5 separate regions of the Mus musculus genome follow, and all the other regions are linked to region 1. A link is a contact called in public HiCAR-type and promoter capture Hi-C data. All regions are on one chromosome and are shown on one strand. Each heading gives the region's core, a stretch centred on a gene start, on an enhancer-like site or on the middle of the called end of the contact. The rest is flanking DNA. Distances are from core to core; before and after follow the strand shown. Region 1 holds the start of 5730522E02Rik (RIKEN cDNA 5730522E02 gene). Region 2 holds the start of Ppp4r3b (protein phosphatase 4 regulatory subunit 3B). Region 3 holds the start of Pus10 (pseudouridylate synthase 10). Region 4 holds the start of Papolg (poly(A) polymerase gamma). Region 5 has its middle 83 kb from the start of Papolg.

Region 1 (2,794 bases), core at 185-2,684:
GTGATAACCCCAGCTTATGTCAAGTTGACACTCAAAATTAGCCAGTAGAGAAGCCAAGAGGAGAAACTTCCTTGGGGAAGTGTAAGTGAGCATGTGTTTCATAAAGTTAGATTTAAGGTAGAATTTGGGGAAACACTAAAAACTGTGGTGAGATTGTTAACAACCATCATATGTAGGGGAAAATGATTCCAACTTGGGATGAATCTTTCTGAAAGAATGGATTAACGTAATGCGTGCTGGGGGCTTTCTCCTTTCTTGACAATATGATTTCATCTACTTTTAGTCCAAATGCTTACCTGCCTACTAACTGATCATAGGGTTAGGACATGGAAAGCAACTAACCAAATAAACATTATTTGTTTGTCTTGATTGGATATGGCTCTTGTCCCCATATAATCTGTATGTTATCTGTAAATGTCTGATCCAAACTTATGGGCGATATTTTTGAGTCCTCTATAGAAAAAAAAAGAAACATGGGTAAGGCAGTAACTTTTTGTAATGAGACTGATACAAGAATAACATAAAAGGTGGATTTTACAGCAAGATATGGATAATAATTCGAACACTGAAAGGTTTTGGTCTCAACATTGTAGTATGGATAGAAGTGAGAATGGAAGACTAGCCTTTTCAATGAGGCCATAAGCCTAGACATAAATTTCTTTCAGATTTATTTCCCCAAATTTATTTATTTATTTCCCCAAATCACATCACTCTAAGCCAACTAATGTCTGTATTAACTATAGTCAAAACTAGTATTTAATGCACACTTAACCAGATATGGAACATGGGCTTAAGTTTTTCTTCCCATACTAACATATGTTTCTAAAGTTTTAAACTCATTCTATACTTGGACAATAGTGTCCCAGGCACTAGTACTTTCAGAAATGGCAAGCTGAGCCCTCAAGCTCCTGTGGGACTTCCCATGGTCTAGTTTGAATTTTGTTTTGTTTTGTTTTGGTGGAGTTGAAGTAGCTCCAGAAGGTCACTTGGAGTGACCATATGCCCCTTGGTTCAGCAGTCCTTCCATAGCCTGACAGGACTTATATTTGAGGTTTTCGAAGTAAACGTAGATAGTTCCTGTGGAGTCCATATGTGCCAGAGAACTTGGGTGGCTAAGAATTTGGCGGGAAGAAAGGGGTGAGCAGAGGTACATGTTCTGGCACTTTCCACGGAGGCTACTCTCCTGCGTGGGGGAGGGTGAGAAGCACCCACCCCCACCCCCAGCAAGTACACCTCAGCCGAGATTTGGGGATCGCCTCACCTGTATTTACAAACCCACCACCGCGTTCCCCGCACCGTGCACCCGCAACTTCGCCTTCCACAGCTAGCCGCAGCAGAGCCGAACAGACCGAGAGGGAAAGACAGACAAATCGGCGCGAGCGAGCGCGGGGACCGGGCAGCGGGGAGCGCGAGCGCGGGACGAGCGCGGGTTCAATTAGCGAAACAAAGCAATCATGGCGGAGCGAGCACACCGGGCTGCGCGCCCCGAGGACTCGGCGACCGCCCCGCGCCCTGGCCGGTAAGTGACGCGGCGCCACGCGGCCTCCGCGCTCGCTCCCGCCGCCCGCGCCCCCGCGCCGCCCCCGCCTCCGCCCCGCGCAGCTGGCGCCGCCGCCGCGAGGCCCTGCGACCGCGGGCGCCCTGGGCCCTCCGCCTCCGCAGGGGCTCGCCTGCCCCTGCTGTTCCGCCGTCCCCGCCGCCCCGAGCTGTGGCCCGGAGCCCGCTGAGCGCCGCTGTACGCGCAGGGTGCCTGCACCCCTCGGCTCGCCGCCCCCACGGCGGCCTCCCTCTGGCCTGATCCCCGCCTCCCGTCCCTAATCTGGCCCCCTCGCTTCCCCTATTTCCCTCGCGTCCCCCAAACTGGCCTCGGGCCTGAGTGGGTGCAAGCAGTCACCGCCCACTGGCCAACCAAAGAAGGACTCTGCACCCTCGCCTCTGTGGCCCCAGGGTTCACTTTTCCAACCAAGGGACATAACTCTTGCTCCTGCCCAGGCTCTTAGGCTAGTGTCTTTGTGAGGAGGTTGGTGCAGCCCTTTTAGAAGATAGGAAAACAAAGGCGACAGGTAGGGAAACATACAAGGCGCTGTCACCAACAACGGAGAGGCTCTCTGTTCTCAGAAAAGAGGGTTTTCTTTAAGGAATCCTTCAAGCACCGTGCGTATAGCTGACATATCTCCTGTTTAGAGATAAAAAGCAATCCTTGGGTCTGTCAAGCTCTCAATTTTCCTGTCCACAGACCCCATTTAATGTTTAGTGGGTCCAGTTGTTTGCCTTTTTCCTTTTACTTGTTCAGCCTTTTCGGGACCTTAGTTAATCCTGTGCCTATCTCTGTCCTGTTTGGGGGAGAAATGACAGCGGATGGTGTCTGCTGGGCAGAGAAGGGCATCTGTTTGCTTCTATGTGTCTTTTGAGTCTGACATCTCACTGCTGACAGGTTACTCTGCAGATTATGGAACAGTGAATTGCTTTATCATCCAGAAAGAAAATGCTGATGACGTTAAAATAGTCTTGTATTGTTATTGCAATTGCATATAGTTTTTTTTTTTTTTTAACAAATAAGATCCAATGGAATTAATCATTTATTTTTGCTGGGGATTGAACCCAGGGCCTTGTGCATACTACTCAAGTGCTCCTCCACCCCTGAGCTATACTCCAAGCCATAAAGTGTCTAATCATAATTTTTATTACACTTCTTGCTGGCCCATCTGGAATAAGACATAGTCTAATCCCCCCCCCCTTTTCTCTTGAAGGTGGCAAAAATTCTAATTGATACTCATTTAATAGATTAACTTGC
Region 2 (2,794 bases), core at 121-2,620, 3.0 Mb before region 1:
AGAGACTTACCATACAAATGATATTTATCCTTTTCCTTTGACAAACCCTCCTCTTCATAATGTAGAAATAAATGCCTCTTAACTCCTAATGAGGGACTCTGCACTAGTACAACATTTGCCCAAAATGATCTAAGATTGCTATTCTTTTATTTCTTGAATGCATTAGCTGTTCCAGTTGGGCAGCTCTTGAGTATATATAAGTAGTAGCTTTTTTATTATGGCTGTCAGTTTTTAATATTAAAATGGTTTCTATGAATTCTGCAATCAACAAATACAACTTCACAGTCCGCTTTAGTTTTCTAACTTGCCGAGATTGTGGAACCCACTTTTTCACTCCCTACAACGGCAGCCTTGGAGGGATCAATCAATAAATATGTACGTGCTTGTGTGTTTCGTGGCAACAGTCTGTAGTAACTCCAAGAGAAAGTCCGTTTTAGTTTTCCCCAGCACCTGGCGATTGGAACAACTGAAACTTGTTTTTAAGGCAGAGTTTCTCTAAACCTTTTATGCTACATAGGTACAACCGACAGGACTGTACCTAAAGCGGCTCGGGAGTCGGGGGTCATCTCATGGGCGATATTCCTACCTGGTCTTCTACTGACTTCCCACTCATACATTCTAAACCTCAACTACCGGGTTGGGATGGGGGGGTGGGGGGGGGGGGAGAAGGAGTCAAATCCTCAATAGGGATGGAGGCGGAGAACTGCGAGTTCACGTCTGACAGAGAGTAAATCCAGGCCCAGCAGTTTGTTTTTATCGTAAAGAAGGGCAGGCTCAAGACCAATGCGCTGTCCCTAGTGGTGCTAGTCAGAATACAGTACCGGAGCGCAGCGCTTAACCCTCAGGTTGTGCCGCAACCGATGCACTATCCCCTACCCCACCGTTCCAATACCCTTACCGTCGGACTCGGCACGAACCAGCAGCGACATCCCCTTGAGCTCCTCTACGTAAGTGGAGGAGACGTGCCCGGTGCCTCGGTCGTCCCATTGCCGGTCTTCGTTAAGGGTATAGACCTTCACTCGCCTCCGTGTATCCGACATGGTGGCTTCTGGCCCCACCGTTCCAGCCGCCACCTCCTCGCTCACCTCGCCGGTATCCCTCACTCTTGAGAGCCGGTAGTGGCGGCAGCGGCGGTGGTGGCAGCGACTCTGGAGAGGCCCGAGTTTACCATGGCTCTAAAGGTTTAGCCGCGAGAAGGGGTGACCAGAGCCACCGAGAGCCCTCCGCTCGTGGTCTCCGCTACCCCTCCCTTCACCGCGGCGCACAACCACTCTCCCTTCCTTTTGCGTCCCGGAGCTCGCTCGCTCTCCCGCTGCCGCCGCCCGCCGCGGTTACTACTACAGATCCGCCATCTTGTAACCCGACTCTCTGCCTTTCTCTTCCTCTTCCAGCAGGTTCGTACGGGCTGCCCTAGCAGGGGCTACGGCGGCCGACGAGCCCAACGCACAGTACCTTTACCTCCGAACACACTTCCGGAGAGTCAGACCTCGGCGATCTCGCGAGGAGTGCGCCGCCGAGGTGAGCCGGCCAAGGAGGGACTTCCTCCTCTTTCGGCCCCGCTTCCTGATTCGGGAATCTCAGTTGGGCGGGGAAGTCCCGCGAGCTTTTCTACCTGCGCCGGGAGGAAGCGTGTGTAGAAGGTTGCCTTGGCGATGGAGTTGCCGAGTTGTTCTTCGGGATTTGTAGGGCTGATGTTGGTCATGTGGCGGGTTGTCAACTCTGGACTTGCTCTCAGCAGAACAGAGCCAGGCTGAGAAGTCCGAATGCGTGCACAGGACTAGAGTGAAGCCAAGTGTAGGGACTCAGGCTGACAGCCCGAAAAGGACTGAGACGGGGTGAGGGTGTTCGAGTCATTCGTGAAGACGATGGGAGGTCGAGCCTTCACCCACTAAAATCCGTTATAGAATCTGCGAGGCTTCTGCCGGGAAGGTGTTCCATGGCCACGATGAGCAGTGGGCGATCTAATGTTCCACAAACGCGTTGACAGTTCCTATTTCCCGCCGAAGCGTTCTTCCGTTAGCCGGGTACCACGGACCATTAAAAGGTTCAGAGAGACCGGCGGCAGCGACGAGGCAAGCACAGGCGTACAGCCTCACAATCCTCGGGGAGCTCTCAGCTTCATGTGCCGCAAGAACGGTTTCCAGCGTGAAGTTAACGTCGCTCAGAGCGTGACGCTCGCCCGAAGGCATCCGCTCCCAGCGTAGTTCTGCCGCCTCTCCGTTCTCTTATATGGTCCCTCAACTCTTGGCTCTAACCTGAAAGGTGAACACGGGGCAGGTGCACATGTTGATCCCGCGGTGTATTTCGGGAGTTGTAGTCATCACCATGCTTGTCAAAGTGTGCTTATGATTTGACGAGGTTAGGCGGCAACTCATGTTTAAAAGGGTGTCTTATGTACATAGTCGCTTGATTGAAAAGGATTTCAAAATTTGAACTATCATTGCGATTCTTTAAATGTATGAGGGACCAAGAAAATTAGCCTGGTCTGCTGTCATTTGCCTGTAACGACTGCATATGGAAATTGCAGCCTATGGTATGTAACAGGATTCTGCCTATGATAAAAGGACGTGAATCACTATACATAAGTCCCTGATAATCTGTGACTGATATGGACAAAATGTACTTTGAACCAGGGAAAATATGACTTGTTTGGGGAAGGCCATAGAAAGCTTTCCAGAGTCAGTGTTTTAGCCCAATGTTAGAGGACACCCAAGGATTTGTCTAAGCATCCTTTTCATTGCCCACTCTAAAGGAGAAAAGAACGTTGGCAAGAGCACTGGATAGATCCTGGAAG
Region 3 (2,794 bases), core at 186-2,685, 2.5 Mb after region 1:
AAAAGAATATACCTTGGATGGGTGTTTGTAAGGTGCGGGAAGATCCACACCACAGAATCTTAAGATGCATCTTGGACAGGTGCCAGAACTGAACAACAGCTGTGCCACGTGCTTGTTCTCCTCAGTCAGTGGAAGCATACTAGAAGAAACTAAAATGAGCACTTTCAGTATTCTACAGCTACGTGCTGTATTTATGTCCTTAAAAAGAAAAGCTTTCATTTGAAAAATTCTATTTTGTACCCTTCAAATACTGCTTGTCATATCTATATTCTAAAATATGAACTTGACTAAGTGAGTATGTGGATTACAGGGGAGAGGAACAAAGAAAGACAAGCTTGCTCTGGACATGACATTAAAAACTTTCCGATTCCGGGACTTGGGACCACTCAGGGTTGCCTGTGTAAACCTTTCAAGGAAGTACTTACAATATGGGAATATACTCTATTAAAGAAAAAAAAATCAAGAAACTCCATGTGGCCAAGTATTTATTTCAGTTTCATAATCCCGTCTATCAGTTCACTTAACCTATTAATTTAATGTTAAGTAAAGAGTCTATGAGGAGTTGGAAATAATTATGTAAAAATGCATCTTCTTGCCAGGTGTAAGCGCTCACGCTTATAATTTCAGTACACAAGAAACAAGAAGATCTCCATGAGTTCAAAGCTAACCTAGGCTAAATAGAGAATCAAAGCCAGCGGGGGAGAGGGGGGTAGCTGAAACAGTCTTGAGTTTCACACCATAAGATCTTTTTTAATGCATTTCCTCCTGCACAGGCATAGTTCGTCCTCTGGCATGGGAGTAGGGGAAAGGTAAGGGGAAAGCTCTGTTCTGGCCAAACAAGCCCTTAACTCTATGTGCTGAGGTTCTAGAAACTTACCACTCACTCCACCTGACTAACAAACAAAAGGGACTGCAGCTACGCCTCTTCGACACCCAGTCCCTAACCCCTCACCTCGTACTTCCTAGGCCTTACCTTCTCCCAAGATGCCGCAGCCGAGTCTTAACCCTTTTCGGCCCTGGGTGGGAACGGGGAAGAGTAAAGACAGCGCACCTACTGCGCTCAGCCGTTGTGTTCCCCAAGAAAACCAGAGCTTTACAACGAAAGTACCAGGCCCCTCACGAGAGGAATGCAGGAACCCCCTCGTCTTACACGGTGACCTGTAAGGCTGTCCGCCTGGCAGCCTGCACTCCCCCTAGCTCTACGAACGAAAGACTGCGAGGGGCTTTACTGCTAGCCTTAAAGGGTCGGCCGGCAAAGGAGCCTCCGACGGACTCGGCACCTAGGTCGTAGTAGCTGCTGCCAGAAACGTCGATGAGCCCCTACTCAAATTTGAAACCCAGACTAGGGAAAAGAAAGAGGGACGTCCCGCTCTCCCGACTCCCGACCCCCTCCCACACCCCAGCAAATTAGCTGTTCCCTTCCTCCTTCCTCCAGCTTCGCCTGACCACACGCCTTGGCCTGACGTCAGGCGTGGGCGGGGCGGAGGGCTCGGTGTTCTGCCTGTCGTGCCTGGCAAGCGAGGCGCTCCTTCACCCAGCCGTCGCAGTCGCTTCCCTGAGCCGGAGCGGAGCTGGCGGAGAGATGGCCTCCCAGCCGCCGCCGCCCCCCAAACCCTGGGAGTCTCGCAGAATTCCCGGGGCCGGCCCCGGGCCGGGCTCCGGCCCCGGCCCCACTTACCAGTGAGTGTGAGGTGTTTGGGCCGCGACTTTGGAGGCCAGAGCGGGGACTTGGCAGGAGGCGGTTGAAGCCGTTATTGGGGGGAGGCGTCGCTTCCCGCTGCCGGCCCGGGGCGAGTGCAGAGCGGGTCTGGAGTCTGCTGGCTGTACGACCGCCCGTTCTTCCCCCGGGCGCCCCGCCGGCCCCACGGATGCAGGAGCTAGAAAGAAAAGCGGCGCTTCCCTGCCTTTTCGCTTTTGCGGGACATGGGGGGGCGGGACAGCCTGACCCGCTTCAAAGCGACGAGCTTGGGTCTGCTGCCGAGCGCGACGTTGGCCCAGCCAGGACAAGGATAGAGAGCAAAAGTCATGGAAAAGCTTTACAGCCTCTCCAGAAGTTGGTTGAACGACCCAAAGGTCACGTTTACGCAACATGGAATCCAAGCTCTTACCCTTGGCTTTCTTTTCTAGCATAACTTAACGTTTAGGTTGAGGGTTGAAAGAATTCTAAGACAGGAATTCGAGGTCTGTGGGTAGCCTTTGTGTACAAAATTGTGTGTGTGACTGTCGTCTAAGGCCTATAAAGTTTTTATTTGCTTTGATTTAAATCAGTAACAAATGGGTCTGCAACTTTTAAAAATTTAAAACAGAATTAGAGTTTCAGGAACCTGTGTTTTCTTTGGATAAATAGATACCTTAATCCAGGCGACATGATTTCAGAGCAAGTTTGTACGTTTTCCTGGCGCGTAAAAATCTCTGTACGTTGGAGTACTTTTCTCTTATTGGAAAATCTGGTGCTCTTTTAAAAGTACTAAAACACTTGGGCACAGTAACTAATAGATACAATTAGAGTGATAAGCTGTATTTTTCGTGTTAAAGCAACACTTATTGGTGATACTTTCATTAGAATGTTTCTAAGTGTGTTCTTTGCTATCCCGTTAAACTTCTCTGAACATTACTTAGCCTTCTGGGTTTGTTGTTGTTTTGTTGTATGTGCCTTAAATTTTATGATTGTTTTCTGTACCTGTTTATATTTGTTTTACTAATGGTATGCAATTATGGGTTATTCCATTAATGTTGAACTTATCTTGCATTTTTAAATGAACCTACTTAGCTTCCTTTTTTTAATATACTGTCC
Region 4 (2,794 bases), core at 215-2,714, 2.3 Mb after region 1:
AGCAAAGTGTTCTTATTAGATACGCATATCAAAGTATTTTTAACGTTTAAAATTGGGACTGTGAATAAGGCTCAGTGGATAAAGCTGTTTGCTGCCAAGTCTGAGGAATCAATTTTGATCCCAGCGACTGAAATGGTGAAAAGGGAGAACAGAACAGACTCTAGAAGTCATCCTCTGACTCCCTGCAGGCTAAAGTAAGTGTACTTTACATTTTTTTCTTAAAGAAAAAGTTCAAGGTTAACGTAAACTTTATTTTAAAGTTCTAGAAGTCACAAAGCTAGCAAATAACAAAGGTGGGTCTGCTTCGAATCAAATCCCAGTCTAGCGACCTCCTGAGCTCCATTTTGTCTTCTCATAACCTACCAAAATCTGTACTCCCAAATCCTGCTAATATACAGAATCCTCTCTTTTAGGAAGCTATTAGTGACTTTCCTCCATGTTTAGATGGTCCTCTTTTGGTCCCCCAATGACAACTGGACCCCATCTGTATTTAAATAGTGTATATATATATTTTCTCATCCACTCGCAATAAACTCTTGAGGATACGAATCTAGTTCCTACAGTGTGTAATACATACTTCTGCAGCAGCAGAATATCACTCATATTTGAAGTTTTTCTCCACCTTTTGATGGGAAAACTCTGAACTTGCTCAGGTCAAACCACAGACCTGCTTTTATGCATCAAACATGGAGCATAAACAAACTGACAGACCAGATTTTCAATAAATACTTTGAGTGAATAAATGAATAATTCAGAAAGTAACCTCCTTTCCCGTGACTGAGTCTCATTCCCCAAACAACCGTGCTTGACTCTTGGGAGAAAAAGACAGGGTTTGAAATTACTTTTATCCTTTAACATTTAAACATTGGTCATTTTCTCCCTCATTTTCACCGTCATAATCACACAGAACATGATTTTCACTATTTGAAAATGTGAGGTTTGGGGGCAGAGCGGTGGAAATCCTTGGGTTTATCTTACGGCTAACTAGTAGCAATTATGTTCAACATCTCAGCTAAATGCCACAAAGTCATAAATTGGGACTTGGAGGTGGTACTCCGAGGGAAAAGAATACAAGTTAAGCTGATTTATTTATAAGCTTTCTTCCCTGGATTGGTTGTGTTAAAGTCGCACCTTCTTGGGTGTGACCCTCGGTGACAAAAATCTTCTCAATGTGTACTTATTAAGTCTATGACTTTAAGATGTGGGATAACGGAAGAGTTAAAATGGTGTTAGGGAAAGCGGTGGTTTTTTTTCTAGATGCTTTTATTGCAGAAACAAGGGGAAATTGACAAATAACCTTCCCAGAGGTTTGCCTGAATTGACAATCCCACAGACCAGGGAGACCTGACACTCTGACAGATGCTTTTGCTGCAAGTCCGCTGAGGTGGGCGGGTCCCGGGAACTCAAGGCTGGGTGGGGGTGTGCCCGAGGGCGGGCCCAGGGCTGCAGGGCGGAGCCGCGGAAGGCGAGAGGCAGCCTGGGAAGTAGCGCCATATTGGCGGTGGCCGCGCTGTATTGTCATAAATAGAGCCGGTTTTGTGGTGTTTTCACTACTCGGTTGAATGCCTCGGCTGTAGAGAGTGGGGAAGTGAGCGAGCTACAAGCGAGCGAAGGGAATTGGACAGAGGAAGGAAGAGAGGGCAAGAACAGGACCCCAAAGCGAAAGACACTCGCTGGAGAGAGACGCAGGAAGCGATGAAAGAGATGTCTGCGTAAGTGGGGGCGGCGGTTGAGGGCGAGGTGGAGAGAGGTGCGCTGAGGTGGGCAGCCCCGGCTTCCAGCCCCTGCGCCTGGCACCCTGCGCAGCCGGCCGGGACCTCTGCTTTCCGCTGCCCTCCACTCCGCAAGGGCATCTCCCCTACCCGGGACTCACCTGGCCGCCCGGCGGGGATTCGGGAGTCGCCGTCAGCCCCCCGCCGCCCGCCTCTGAGGACGCCCCCAGACCAGGATGAGGGGGAAAGGCGCGTGTGGCTGAGGAGAAAAAACGGTCGGTCACTCTCCTGCCCCAGCCGTGTCTGAGCCCGTCTATTCTGTCTGCATTGGCGCAAATACCATCCCCCTGCCTCCCCTCCTCCCGGCCGGACCCGCTATCTTTCAGGTCTTTCGGAGAGGGACTGACCTAGCGGAGCCCCTAGGTTTGCGGTTGCTCCATGAGAAAGGCTAAACCCTCTACCCCGTTCCTTCCCACCGACCCACAATATCTACCGGGCTGTATCTATCCCCTGCTCACACTTTGATAAGTCGGAAGCAGTTTCTGTACTTGTCAAGAATTTATTAGAATTTCTTACCTTTCACTTTATCCGGAAATAATTTCAACGTACAGAAAAATGCACAGAAATACAAAACACCATTTGTGTAGCCACCACCCATTTTTCCCTAAGACTAACATGGGGTGTGTTCTTAGCTCTTTAACCTTTCTTTCTTGAAAAGAAGTCGAGCATTCCAATACATCTGAAGACTCGCCTATCCTTTCTCTGATTGCATTCACGACGCTCTTCCAAGGCCCCAGAGCACTGAGTTTGGTGTTTCTTGTTACTGCATTTTTAATGTTGATAGTACCTATCCCTGTATCCATAAAAACTGTGTACCTGTTTTAAACTGTTTATAGGGTATTTATTATCAGTTACTACTCTGTAGACTGGTTCTTTAGAACATGATCTCTCTGACCTTTTGCTATGTTAATATTTTCATTATTAGTTATTTTTTATTAACTAATGTATTCCGTTTATAAACATAGCCCAGTGTAGTACTTTTAGTGACTATTTTGAGCTATTTAAAAGTTTTTTATAGAATG
Region 5 (2,794 bases), core at 193-2,692, 2.2 Mb after region 1:
CTGTGAGCCCCAAGTACTGGAAATGTGGTTACTTCAAACTGAGATGTGCTGTAGGTCAAAAATGCACACTAAAGAGCGCTCTAAAGGGCAGTGTGGTGAACACTGTGGAGATTCTCTTCATGTTAAAATGGTCACATTTGAGATATTTTGGGTAAAGCCAAAAACAGTATTAAAATTGATTTTTATCAGTTTATGTTGTTAAATATGCCTTCCAGAAAACCTAAAACAACTAAATTGAATGGTTCATCTAGAGAGCACTAGCTCCTGTTCGCACCTGGCCCCTTCTTCTCCATGCTTCTCTGTCTCTCTGTCTCTGTCACCCTAACCCCCACCCCTGACAGTCCAAGAAGACCTGAAATCACAACCATCTCCATGAAGTCCCTGAAGAAGCAGTTTCTCTCTGCCAAGCTACACAGGTCCTGGCAGCGGGGCGAACTTTGCTGCCCTCTGCTGGTCACACTGTAATTCCGTGAACTCAAGCAGCATTCATCTCCTGGCTGGCATGGCTTTTCCTGCGCACTTTTCTGATTCTCTTCCCCCTATTGTTAGCATCTTAAGTTTAAGTATAGTGGTGATTGGCTGAACAGATGGCCCACCAGGTAAAGACAGCAAGCTTAAACCCACATAGCTGAAAAGCATATTCCATTCCTGTAAATTATCCTCAGACCTCCACACACAAACACTCCACACACACACACACACACACACACACACACACACACACACACACACACACACAGATTTATAAGGAAATAAATTTCAAGTAAGAAAATAAATGGGTGGTGTGTCTAGAAAAAGAGACTCTATCTTTTAAAAAAGAGTAGAGTTTTGGGGACAGCAGCTTTTTAGCTCTGTTTATGAGCCAGGCACGCCTATAGTCCTAGCACTGGAAGGCTTGCACAGTGGAGGATAGCCTCTGCTATGCAACATGATCAAAAACAAAACAACTTTTTAAAAAGCCATTAAGAATTCCTTGCAGGAAGACAAAGGTATCTTCTAGTGTCCGTACTCCTCACCAACGACTGCTATCCCCCATGGAATTTGTTTAATACAAGGATTAGCCACCTTTTCTACTGGAGATGGCTGGTTAGGTTTGGAAGCCCATGACTTCTTCTGGCAATACCAGGTTGCCTGCCCCACCCCGTGCCCTGCATCCCCCCACCCCCTGCAACACACACACACACACACCTTCAGAAATTCTGAAAATAAAACTTTGAAGCTGCACTTCTCAAATTTAAAGATGCCCATAGCCCATCTACGACCTTGGTAAATTTGAATCTAGTTACAATTGGTCTGGCTTTAGGCCTACCAGCCTAGGTAACAGGCTAACAGGCTCGCAGGTGATGCCCATGACCATACATAGGCAGAGTCCACGTGCACGGGTGCTCCCAGAACAGCACACCCACCCTATCTAGACACCCAAAGAGCTGTACTGTGATTGCTTCTGCCACGGCTGCTTGGGAACAAACTCAAACTGCCGTTGCTTTTGTCTGGAAAAGCAAGAATGCCCCCTTCTGACAGATCAAAATATTTACTGTAAGTGCTAAGGAAGGAAGAGTGTGGTCTGTCTCTTTCCAAAACCAATTTCTTTAGTCACTACTGATTAGAACATTTTCTTTTCCTAATAGACTAGCTGTTTAGCCTCATGTGTTGAAACCACACAGACACACATGCTAAAGAAAAGCAGGGGCATGAGCCAGGAAGGGGAACCCTCAGAGACTGTCCCAGAACGACAGAGAGACCATGGACTGGTTGCTCTTGAGAGCCGTCCACAATCTCTGGCTTTTAAACTCGGTTTCTGTCTAAATTCTTATACCTTTCCTGCCTTGATTCCTACCAAACAGATGGCATGGATGTCATCTCAGTCTGCTCTGCCCATGGTCATTAGACGCTCAGGAGGTAGAGCTGGGTCGTGTGCTTTGCTTAAACTCCACATTTGAAGCCCTTTAAATGGTGAACTGGATTCACCAAGGATATGCTTTCATTTCCAAGAATCCTGAGATGACTTCACAAACTAGGCCATTTTTAGATGCTTAAGATACTGCATTCCTGAAACAAAGCCCTTTGTGGGGAAAATCTTAAATGACCAAAAACACAGTGTACACATGAGATGAAGATCATCTGGCCAGTCTGTTTCTGGCTTAATATCTAAGGGATCGAGAATATGAGCCTACAGATCTGGGAGGTTGGTGTTGGGGGGGGGTTGTTTGTTTGTTTGTTTGAAGGCCAAGGACACGATACATCTTCAAAGTCAATGCCTTCCCACCCTCACCCCAGCATTTTCCAATGCTCCTCAATAGTTAGCTACATAGCTCTCATTAAAGTCGAATTTCCTTAGATGAGGAAGTCACTGAATGCCTAATCACACATGCAATGCTGAAAAAAAATATTAAGACTGCATTTACATTGCCAGTTTTCTTTCCCATTACACAACAGAAGATTTATCCCCCATCCAGCACGCAAGCATGGCTCTTGCACGCTTGCAGTTCCATAGGACATGTATTAGTACATCAGTCACTATTAGCACCAACCTTGACAATCTGGAAGTTATGCCTCTCTCGGTGTTATATATAGTCTTTCTTCTGGGCTAGAAACTGAACCAAACCAAAAATAATCACGAAATCCCACATCCTGGCTGTCACATACCCAGACGGGGTGACATTGCAACACCCCAGGGCCCCACAGATCTCCTGTGAGCTCTGTGGATTTCTGCCATGGGCTGCACCCACGCAACTATCAAATGCAACTCACTGGCAGGAAGCCCACTTAAACCTTTATCCCGTGGCATACTCAG

Evidence for each region. Promoter capture Hi-C pulls out the DNA fragments that hold promoters and counts their contacts. HiCAR-type assays count read pairs that join an accessible place to other places.
Region 2: a promoter capture Hi-C map of hippocampal neurons shows a contact between it and region 1, with 2.8 times the contacts expected there. The contact joins the promoter of Ppp4r3b here to the promoter of 5730522E02Rik in region 1. A contact is called at or near these places in 2 of 39 promoter capture datasets (hippocampal neurons and liver).
Region 3: a contact with region 1 is called in a promoter capture Hi-C map of embryonic stem cells, with 9 times the contacts expected there. The contact joins the promoter of Pus10 here to the promoter of 5730522E02Rik in region 1. A contact is called at or near these places in 5 of 39 promoter capture datasets (cranial neural crest, embryonic stem cells, hippocampal neurons and 2 more).
Region 4: a HiCAR-type map of astrocytes shows a contact between it and region 1, with 9 times the contacts expected there. The contact joins the promoter of Papolg here to the promoter of 5730522E02Rik in region 1. A contact is called at or near these places in 8 of 39 promoter capture datasets (cranial neural crest, embryonic stem cells, frontonasal cranial neural crest and 4 more) and 1 of 115 datasets of contacts at active chromatin or transcription factors (astrocytes).
Region 5: a contact with region 1 is called in a promoter capture Hi-C map of hippocampal neurons, with 17 times the contacts expected there. The contact joins the enhancer-like site here to the promoter of 5730522E02Rik in region 1. A contact is called at or near these places in 5 of 39 promoter capture datasets (cranial neural crest, hippocampal neurons, liver and 2 more), 1 of 15 datasets of contacts at CTCF or cohesin (large pre-B cells), 2 of 484 Hi-C or Micro-C datasets (both in cortical neurons) and 2 of 115 datasets of contacts at active chromatin or transcription factors (astrocytes and bone marrow-derived dendritic cells).

Annotation. Positions count from the first base shown.
Region 1 is chr11:26,209,216-26,212,009 of GRCm38.p6, reverse strand. 5730522E02Rik (RIKEN cDNA 5730522E02 gene) reads left to right here and starts at 1,434. Exons shown (of 6, transcript NR_027973.1): 1 at 1,434-1,519.
Region 2 is chr11:29,171,552-29,174,345 of GRCm38.p6, reverse strand. It overlaps Ppp4r3b (protein phosphatase 4 regulatory subunit 3B), which reads right to left and starts at 1,370. Exons shown (of 16, transcript NM_134034.3): 1 at 899-1,370. The coding sequence starts at 1,040.
Region 3 is chr11:23,664,633-23,667,426 of GRCm38.p6, reverse strand. Pus10 (pseudouridylate synthase 10) reads right to left here and starts at 1,435. Exons shown (of 18, transcript NM_028304.3): 1 at 974-1,435; 2 at 13-149. The coding sequence starts at 138. Pex13 (peroxisomal biogenesis factor 13) reads left to right here and starts at 1,544. Exons shown (of 4, transcript NM_023651.5): 1 at 1,544-1,680. The coding sequence starts at 1,583.
Region 4 is chr11:23,893,940-23,896,733 of GRCm38.p6, reverse strand. Papolg (poly(A) polymerase gamma) reads left to right here and starts at 1,464. Exons shown (of 22, transcript NM_172555.2): 1 at 1,464-1,712. The coding sequence starts at 1,696. It overlaps Gm12061 (a long non-coding RNA gene), which reads right to left and starts at 2,482. Exons shown (of 4, transcript XR_872317.3): 1 at 2,289-2,482; 2 at 1,874-1,971.
Region 5 is chr11:23,977,174-23,979,967 of GRCm38.p6, reverse strand. No RefSeq gene overlaps it. Among named protein-coding and RNA genes, the nearest start is that of Papolg, 83 kb to the right of the region's middle. Within about 2 kb of position 1,442, at least 17 of the 459 cell types and tissues checked have an H3K27ac peak or open chromatin away from gene starts, as enhancers often do. A contact at or near this core is called in cortical neurons and hippocampal neurons, where this site is marked.